Regions from separate parts of the Ovis aries genome. Here region 1 is linked to region 2. A link is a contact called in public Hi-C data. All regions are on one chromosome and are shown on one strand. Each heading gives the region's core, a stretch centred on a gene start, on an enhancer-like site or on the middle of the called end of the contact. The rest is flanking DNA. Distances are from core to core; before and after follow the strand shown.

Region 1 (3,650 bases), core at 759-3,258, 60 kb before region 2:
AGAGTCCCTTGGACTGCAAGGAGATCCAACCAGTCCATTCTAAAGGAGATCGTCCCTGGGTGTTCTTTGGAAGGAATGATGCTAAAGCTGAAACTCCAGGACTTTGGCCACCTCATGCGAAGAGTTGACTCATTGAAAAAGACTCTGATGCTGGGAAGGATAAGGAGCAGGAGGAAAAGGGGAGGACAGAGGATGAGGTGGCTGGATGGCATCACCGACTCGATGGACATGAGTTTGAGTGAACTTTGGGAGTTGGTGATGGACGGGGAGGCCTGGTGTGCTGCGGTTCATGGGGTCGTAGAGTTGGACACGACTGAGCGACTGAACTGAACTGAACTGAATAGTCCATTGTGGGCTTCCCAGGTGGCCCAGTGGTAAAGAATCTCCCTGCCAATGCAGGAGATGCAAGTTTGATCCCTGGGTCAGGAAGATCCCCTGGGGAAGGAAAGGGCAACCCACTCCAGTATTCTTGTCTGGGAAATCCCATGGATACAGGAGCCTGGAATGTTACAGTCCGTGGGGTTACAAAAGAGTCGGGCATGACTTAGTGTCTGAAAAACAGCAACAACCAAATAGTCCGTTGTAGCTATATACATCTTCTTTATTCATTGAAAGAGTCTTTGCTTGAGGAGAAATGACTCCTTCCCAAGTCCTGGTTAGATACTGTGTGACTTTGGGAAATGCCTGTATATGACTGCAAACACCTTTTATCATTATCTTCCACAGAAGAAACAATTTTCTCCATATTTCCTGAGAAACCACAATGTAGAAAGCTTTGTCAAGATTCTAAGTCTTAACCATGAGAAAAGAGTGATAATGTAAATAAGTTCTTTAACTTCTGTTGAGAAAAACAGGAAAATCAGGAAATCATATAAAATCAGAAAAATCATTTTCATAATTCCAGCTGTCCTCAGAGCTTTTTGCCCATCTCTTCAGAAACAAAGACCCCACTGGCCCATTTCCTCCTGCTCTAACATCTCACATTCAAACAGAATGTCACGTTTAGAGTCAGACACTCACAGAGGTTGTAGAATCTCATTTTTAATAAATTAAACTAAGGTTGTCATACTGAATAATGAACTTATCTACAAAACAGTAATGGAGTTACAGATGTAGAAAATAAACTTATGGTGACCAGGAACTAAGGGGGAGGAGGGATAAATTGGAAGATGGGGATTGACATATACACACTACTGTATAAAAAATGAGTAACTAATAAGAACCTACTGCATAGCACAGGGAACTCTACTCAACACTCCCTAATGGCCTATATGAAAAAGAATCCAAAAAGGAGTAGATATGGACATGTGTGTGTGTGTGTCTGTGTCTGTGTGTGTGTGTGTGTAACAGATTCATGTTCAGTACACCTGAAACTAAAATAGTATAAATCAACTATACTCCAAGAGGGCTTTCCAGGTGGTCCTAGTGGTAAAGAACCCATCTGCCAATGCAGGAGACACAAGAAATGTGGGTTTGATCCCTGGATTGAGAAGATCCCCTGGAAGAGGGAATGGCAACCCACTCCATTTTTCTTGCTTGAAAAATTCTATGGGCAAAGGAGCATGGTGGGCCACAGTCCATGGGGTCGCAAAGAGTTAGACATGACTAAACATGCCTTTTTTTTTTCTTGTTTTATACTCCAAGAAAAAATTATTAAAAAAAAAAAAAACAACACAAAAATCGAATAGAGCCTTAGTCCATGCTGAATGACATAGGTCACAAAGTAGGGACAGGGTTAGAGAAAAGTTCCTACCTACAGCAAAATCAACGTTGCCCAAGCAAGAGCATTTAGCTCCAGAATCAGGTTAATGATGGAGAAGTTACCCAGAGATCATGGGCTTAAAACAAAACAAACCCCGAATGCGCATGCACTGCTATGGTTCACACACCACCAACGGGGTCAAAATCTTCCCGGCAAACGCTGCTGGACTGCGCCTCCCTGCTTCTCCACTGACCCTTCCACACACACTCCGGGGTTGTTTCCTTTCATCCCTCAAGGCCACCAACCACATTTCCCTTAGTTTGGGGACTGCCGAGTGCTGGGGACGGGAGGGAACCCAGTGTGACCTTCCCTGGATTAATGCCCCCACGAGTGGTTCTGTGCCTCCCCAGCGGTGCTGATAGCGGCTGGGAGGGGGAGTGACTCCCAAAATAGAACAGCCCAGAAAGAAACACAGAATCTCACAAAGGCCCTCAGATAGCCGCCTGGAAAACACTGTCCAGCAGCCACTTTCAAAAACCCCAACGGAGGGAAACAGGAAAATCATTCTTCAAAATATAATAGATTCCTTTATTATGTAACTCTGCAACAGCACTCTGAGAAAAAGATCATGGAACCTTACCCACTGTACAGATAAAGACACCAACCAGAGCAATAGAGATTAACTTAACGTTCCTTATCTAGGAAGTGTCAGAACCAAGACTCGAGTCAATTGTAATGCCAAGGCTAATATTCTTTCCTTGGGCTTGTCAAGGGCAGAAGGCAGCAGGTAGAGGCTTGGAGAAGAGAGAGGAGACCAAGCTTGTGACAAAGAACTGGGTGACAGGCCTGGCTTCAAGTGCTAGTTTTCGTCTCAGCATCCCTTAAAGGGCTGCGGTGCTGATATGTGAGAACACATTTCACTTCTGGGAGGGAAGAAATTACAACTCCTTGTGGCATTTTATTAAACAACATTTACCTGTAAAACTTCCGGGCTTCCCTGGTGGCTCAGTGGTCAAGAATCCGCCTAACAATGCGGAAGACACCAGTTAGGTCCCCTGGTTGGGAAGATCCCCTGGAGAAGGAAATGGCAACCCACTCCAGTATTCTTGCCTGGAAAATTGTATGGGCAGAGGAGCCTGGTGGGCCACAGTCCATGGGTTTGCAGAGTCAGACACGACTGAGCACGCACGCACATGTATGTGACCATTAGGAGGTGAAGTGATTTAATCCTGAAGGCCTGTCATGTTATTTCTTTTGAGAAAGAATGTGCCATCTGTTTGAGTCCTCTCTCTCGGGTCCTTTGAATTAATTTTAAAGAGATTCCTTAAAACAGGGAAACATGCAGACACACATTCAGTATTATTTCTGAAGTTTTTCTAACAAACTATTCTGACTTCTGAGTCCAGTGAGGTCCTGGACATTCTTGCAACTGGCATGGCAACCTCTCCTGTGTGGGAAACTTGTGTGTGGTTTACACAATGTCCCTCTTTGGAGCCGGGAAGCTCTTCATCTAACTGTTTCTGGTTTACTCACTTAAGAAACACTGAACTGAGTGCTGTGCGGTGGGTGGGTGTTGGGGACACGCTGGTCCCTACTCACAGAGACTCAGACGAGTGGAGGAGGTCAAGCTACAAACAGGGTCTGACAATATAAGACAGTGGGTGGTTCAGAGCACACAGGCTGGACAGACCCTTGGGTGGATCCCAGCTGCAGGGCTCCTGTGACTTTGGGCACGATCTTTCCTGGGTTGAGTTCATTTTCTCTTTTACAGAAGTAAGTAACAATAAGATCTGCCACACAGCTTCCTCGTGAGGGCGAAACAAGCAAGTACCTGTAAGAAGCTAGGCATCACCTAGCACGTGGTGGTGGCGGTTTAGTCACTAAGTCGTGTCTGACTTTTGTGACCCCATGGACTATAGCCTGCCAGGCTCCTCTGTTCTTGGGATTC
Region 2 (3,891 bases), core at 496-2,995:
TGGCAACCTACTCCAGTGTTCTTGCCTGGAGAATCCCAGGGACGGGGGAGCCTGGTGGGCTGCCGTCTCGGGTCTCACAGAGTCGGACACGACTGAAGCGAATTAGCAGCAGCAGCAGCATACAACACATAATATATATATTATATATATATATATACATACATATATATTTTTCAGATTCTTTTTCCTTATAGGTTATAATAAAATATTGAGTATAGTTCCCTGTGCTATATAGTAGGTCTTTGTTGTTTATTTACGTAGTTGCACAGAGTCGGACACGACTGAAGCGACTTAGCAGCAGCAGCAGCAGCAGCAGCAGCAGCAGTGTGTATTTGTTAATCCCAAACTGCTAACTTAACCCTCCCCTGCTAACCTTAAGTTTGTTTTCTGTGCCTGTTTCTGTTTTGTAAATAAGTTCCTTTGTATCACCTTTTTAGATTGCACTAAGTGATATCATGTGATATTTGTTTTTCTCTGTCTCACTTTACTGAGTGTGACAATCTCTAGGTCCATCCATGGTGCTGCAAATAGCATTATTTCATTCTTTTTATGGCTGAGTAATATTCCATTGAGTATATACACCACATTTTTATCCATTCATCTGTCAATGGACACTTTATTTTCCCATCTTGGCTCTTGTAAATATATTTGCAATTTTTACACTGATTTTACTGTAGAATTAACTTCATGGTTTTCCTGAGTTTTAGGTGTGCATGGTCTTTGTATAAATAAATAAATGCACACACACATATGTACACACATAAAGTAAGTAAGGTGTTCTAGAAATGTAGAAAAAAGAGTACAATTCTTCCATAATCGTACCACCCAGAAACAATCACTCGTGACAGTTTTGTGTGTGTGTGTGTTTGTTTTCTTTTGTATATGTTTCAATTTTTTTCCTGTGTCGATACATCAGAAAGACCAAAAGCAAGATGATAGCTGTACAGTCTTCACCCTTTCAGTGTGCAGGGATATTGGAGCAAAGCCTCTGTTCTGCTTCCCAGAAAGTCCAGCTTCCGAGGGAGGTGGCCTCATTCACTCTCTCTCTTTTTAATTAAAAAAAGGTTTTTTTCTTTTGCTGCATTGCATGTGAGATCTTAGTTCCCCAGTTGGGGATTGAACCTGCATTCCCTGCATTGGGAACGTGGAATCCTAAACACTGGACCTTCAGGGAAGTCCTGTTCGCTGTCTCTTATTCACAACCCTGGGGCTGCTGCCCTGCAGTTGAAGGGGTTATTCCAGTGTCCGGGAGGGAGAGCTTGGAGAACTGGGTCTGGTCATTTTTCTGCTCGATCTACTTGCTGTCAGTTGGACACCCTGAAGGCCAAGAATTGACGTTTGGACAAGACCCCAGCTCTAGGGGAGTGAGTGCCCATTTAGTTCAGCGGGATAGACTCTCCACCTTCTTCCTGGAGCTCAGTGTTCTGGCTTGACTGTTACTGGCCTGACTTTTTAACCATTTTCTGTCTCTTCCTCTAATAAGAGAAACTCTGAAATCTGTCAGTTCCACAGAATGCCTGTCTACCTCCCCTGTGACAGACCCTGCACCCCCCACTCCCCGAGCCTCAGGCAGCCAGTGCTAGTTCCCCACACCTGGTCACCAGGCTCTGGAAGCTTCTCAGGGCCGGCTCCACGCTGGCACCCAGCCCTGCTCAGCAAACAAAGAACAGTTAGCACATTGTTCTCCATCTAGTTCACAGCGTAAAACCTTCTGGGCCAGGCACAAGCTCCCTCCGCCCCCCTCTCCTGGCACTTGGACTTTCTCGTTGTCTGGTGCTGACTCCTGGCTGGGGACTGAGGGAGGGTGGAGGCGGGGAGCAGGCTCATCCATCCCCCATGCAGCAGTGCCTTCCACCAGCTCAGCCAGGCTGGGAGCAGCCTCCTCGTCCATAATCCTGACAGAGGCCATGGATTCTCCCAGCCTCTAGCAGATAGAAGAACTGTAACGAAGGCTAATATTGTTCTAATTGTTTCTTTTTTACCATAATGACTCCTCCCATACTGCATTTGAAATCTCACATGTGAATATTTTGCAAGCATGCGTTTTGGCATCTGCTCTAAACCCACACGTAGCCCACCTTTAAGATAATCCACTGGTAGCGTTCTCCTAGATGGCAGTTTCCATAAAATTAAAATAGTTTCTGCCAATGAAATCTTATTAATTCTGGAAACCTGAAGCTGAAGTTTATTCTGTTTTAATGTGAACTGATCAACCTATCACACTTTGATATATGTCTCTAAGTGGTGGGAGAAGAACATACCCACAAACCTTAAAAACCTTTGCCCAAAAACATTTTTTCAAGTAAAATTACATTTTCTTTGCAGTCCCTTTGAAGGCTTTTTAACTTTGAAAACTTATGATCTAGTTATGTGACCCATATTAAACTCACTAGGAGTGCTTTAAAAAAGTACAGATGAGGGATTTCCCTGGCGGGCCAATGGTTAAGACTTGCACTTCCACTGCAGGAGGCTTAGGTTCGATCCCTGGTCAGAGTACTAAGGCCCCGTAAGACACACAGTACAGCCAAAATCAATAAATAATTAATAAAAAGTACAGATGTCTAGGCCACCCTCCTACCCATCATCCTATTTGGATCCAACTATCCTAGGGGAAACCGGCATCCCTATGGCTTTAAAAGCTCCCCAGGTGATCCTAGGAGGCAGCCAGCTTTGAGGACCAGTGTTGCAGTCAATAAGAAGAGGTGCCTACACCCCACTGGATGGTCCAGCAATGAATGACATCACTAATAGCAATGAACAAAGACAATGAGTGATATCACCCGAAATCAATGAACAAAGAAGGTTACCATTTCAGATTAACTCAGAGGAAAGATTATGGCTTAAATGAACAAAAAGTACTAAAGGGACATTTATACACGGAATCACAAACATTTCTAAGTAAACCGTGTCAGCATATGTTGGATCTTAACCACCGAGACATTTCATTAGGGTACTTGTTAATCATGCATGGCCTGGAATGATGAAATTCAGGTCTCAGATTTTTCCTTTCCGGTTTTCCCAGCCACTCTGGTTGCCCTGGCAGCTTCAGTCTCTTGTTAGACTTTGTTTCTCAGGAGGCTTAGAGCCTCTGTACGTGACTGAAGGTCCCATGTAGACTGATATTTCTAGGCCTTTGCCATGATGCCTTCTGTCCGTCTGAGCACACACCTGAGTTTTTTCTCTCTACACAGGTGGTAAGCTGCGCAGTGCTGTCAGGGCCTAAGTGGATGTTAGAAGCATCGACTCTGAGCTGGGGTCAGGGGTACAGATAGAAGCAGACATTTCTCCTCACTGTTGTTGGTTGTTTTCTTTTAAACATTTTTTCATGAAAAGTTTCAAGCATTCAGAAAACTTAAAAACACCCATATGCCCATTGTCTTGATTCTGTGGTATAGTCATCCTTCAGCAGTGCAGCTTTGATCTACATGGATCTGCTTATACACAGACTCCTTTTCAGAAAATAGCACTATGGTACTACACTGTCTGCAGTTGACTGAACCCATGAATAATCGGATTATAATCGGATTTTTGACTGCGCGGAAGGTTGGCGTCCCTAACGCTGGGACTGTTCAAGAGTCAGCTGTAGACATCTCCGCACTGGCTTTACCCTCACATCTAGCCGTCTGTTCATCCATCAGCTCATCTTATTTTTTGGGTGCATTTCAGTGTCAGTTGTCATTAGCACAGTTCACTTAGAAAATTTTAGCAGCAGCATGTCCATAATGGTAGTACAGAATTTGTTTAGGGTTGTTTTCCTTTTCAAATAAAAACTACAAAGACGAAAATGTACAGATCCCAAGTATGCGGTTCTGAGCTTTGACAGATACACACACCTCTGTCGTTTAGAGTCCTGTCACAACATACAATGTTCCGTTCCTCTGGAAAAATTGC

What was found. A called contact is a pair of places that touch in the nucleus more often than the background predicts.
Region 1: a contact with region 2 is called in a Hi-C map of tail adipose tissue, with 6 times the contacts expected there. The contact joins two enhancer-like sites. A contact is called at or near these places in 10 of 16 Hi-C or Micro-C datasets (blood, hypothalamus, liver and 5 more).

What each region holds. Positions count from the first base shown.
Region 1 is chr20:19,377,864-19,381,513 of ARS-UI_Ramb_v3.0, reverse strand. No RefSeq gene overlaps it. Among named protein-coding and RNA genes, the nearest start is that of ENPP5, 15 kb to the right of the region's middle. Within about 2 kb of position 2,008, at least 7 of the 54 cell types and tissues checked have an H3K27ac peak or open chromatin away from gene starts, as enhancers often do.
Region 2 is chr20:19,317,570-19,321,460 of ARS-UI_Ramb_v3.0, reverse strand. No RefSeq gene overlaps it. Among named protein-coding and RNA genes, the nearest start is that of CLIC5, 14 kb to the right of the region's middle. Within about 2 kb of position 1,745, at least 25 of the 54 cell types and tissues checked have an H3K27ac peak or open chromatin away from gene starts, as enhancers often do.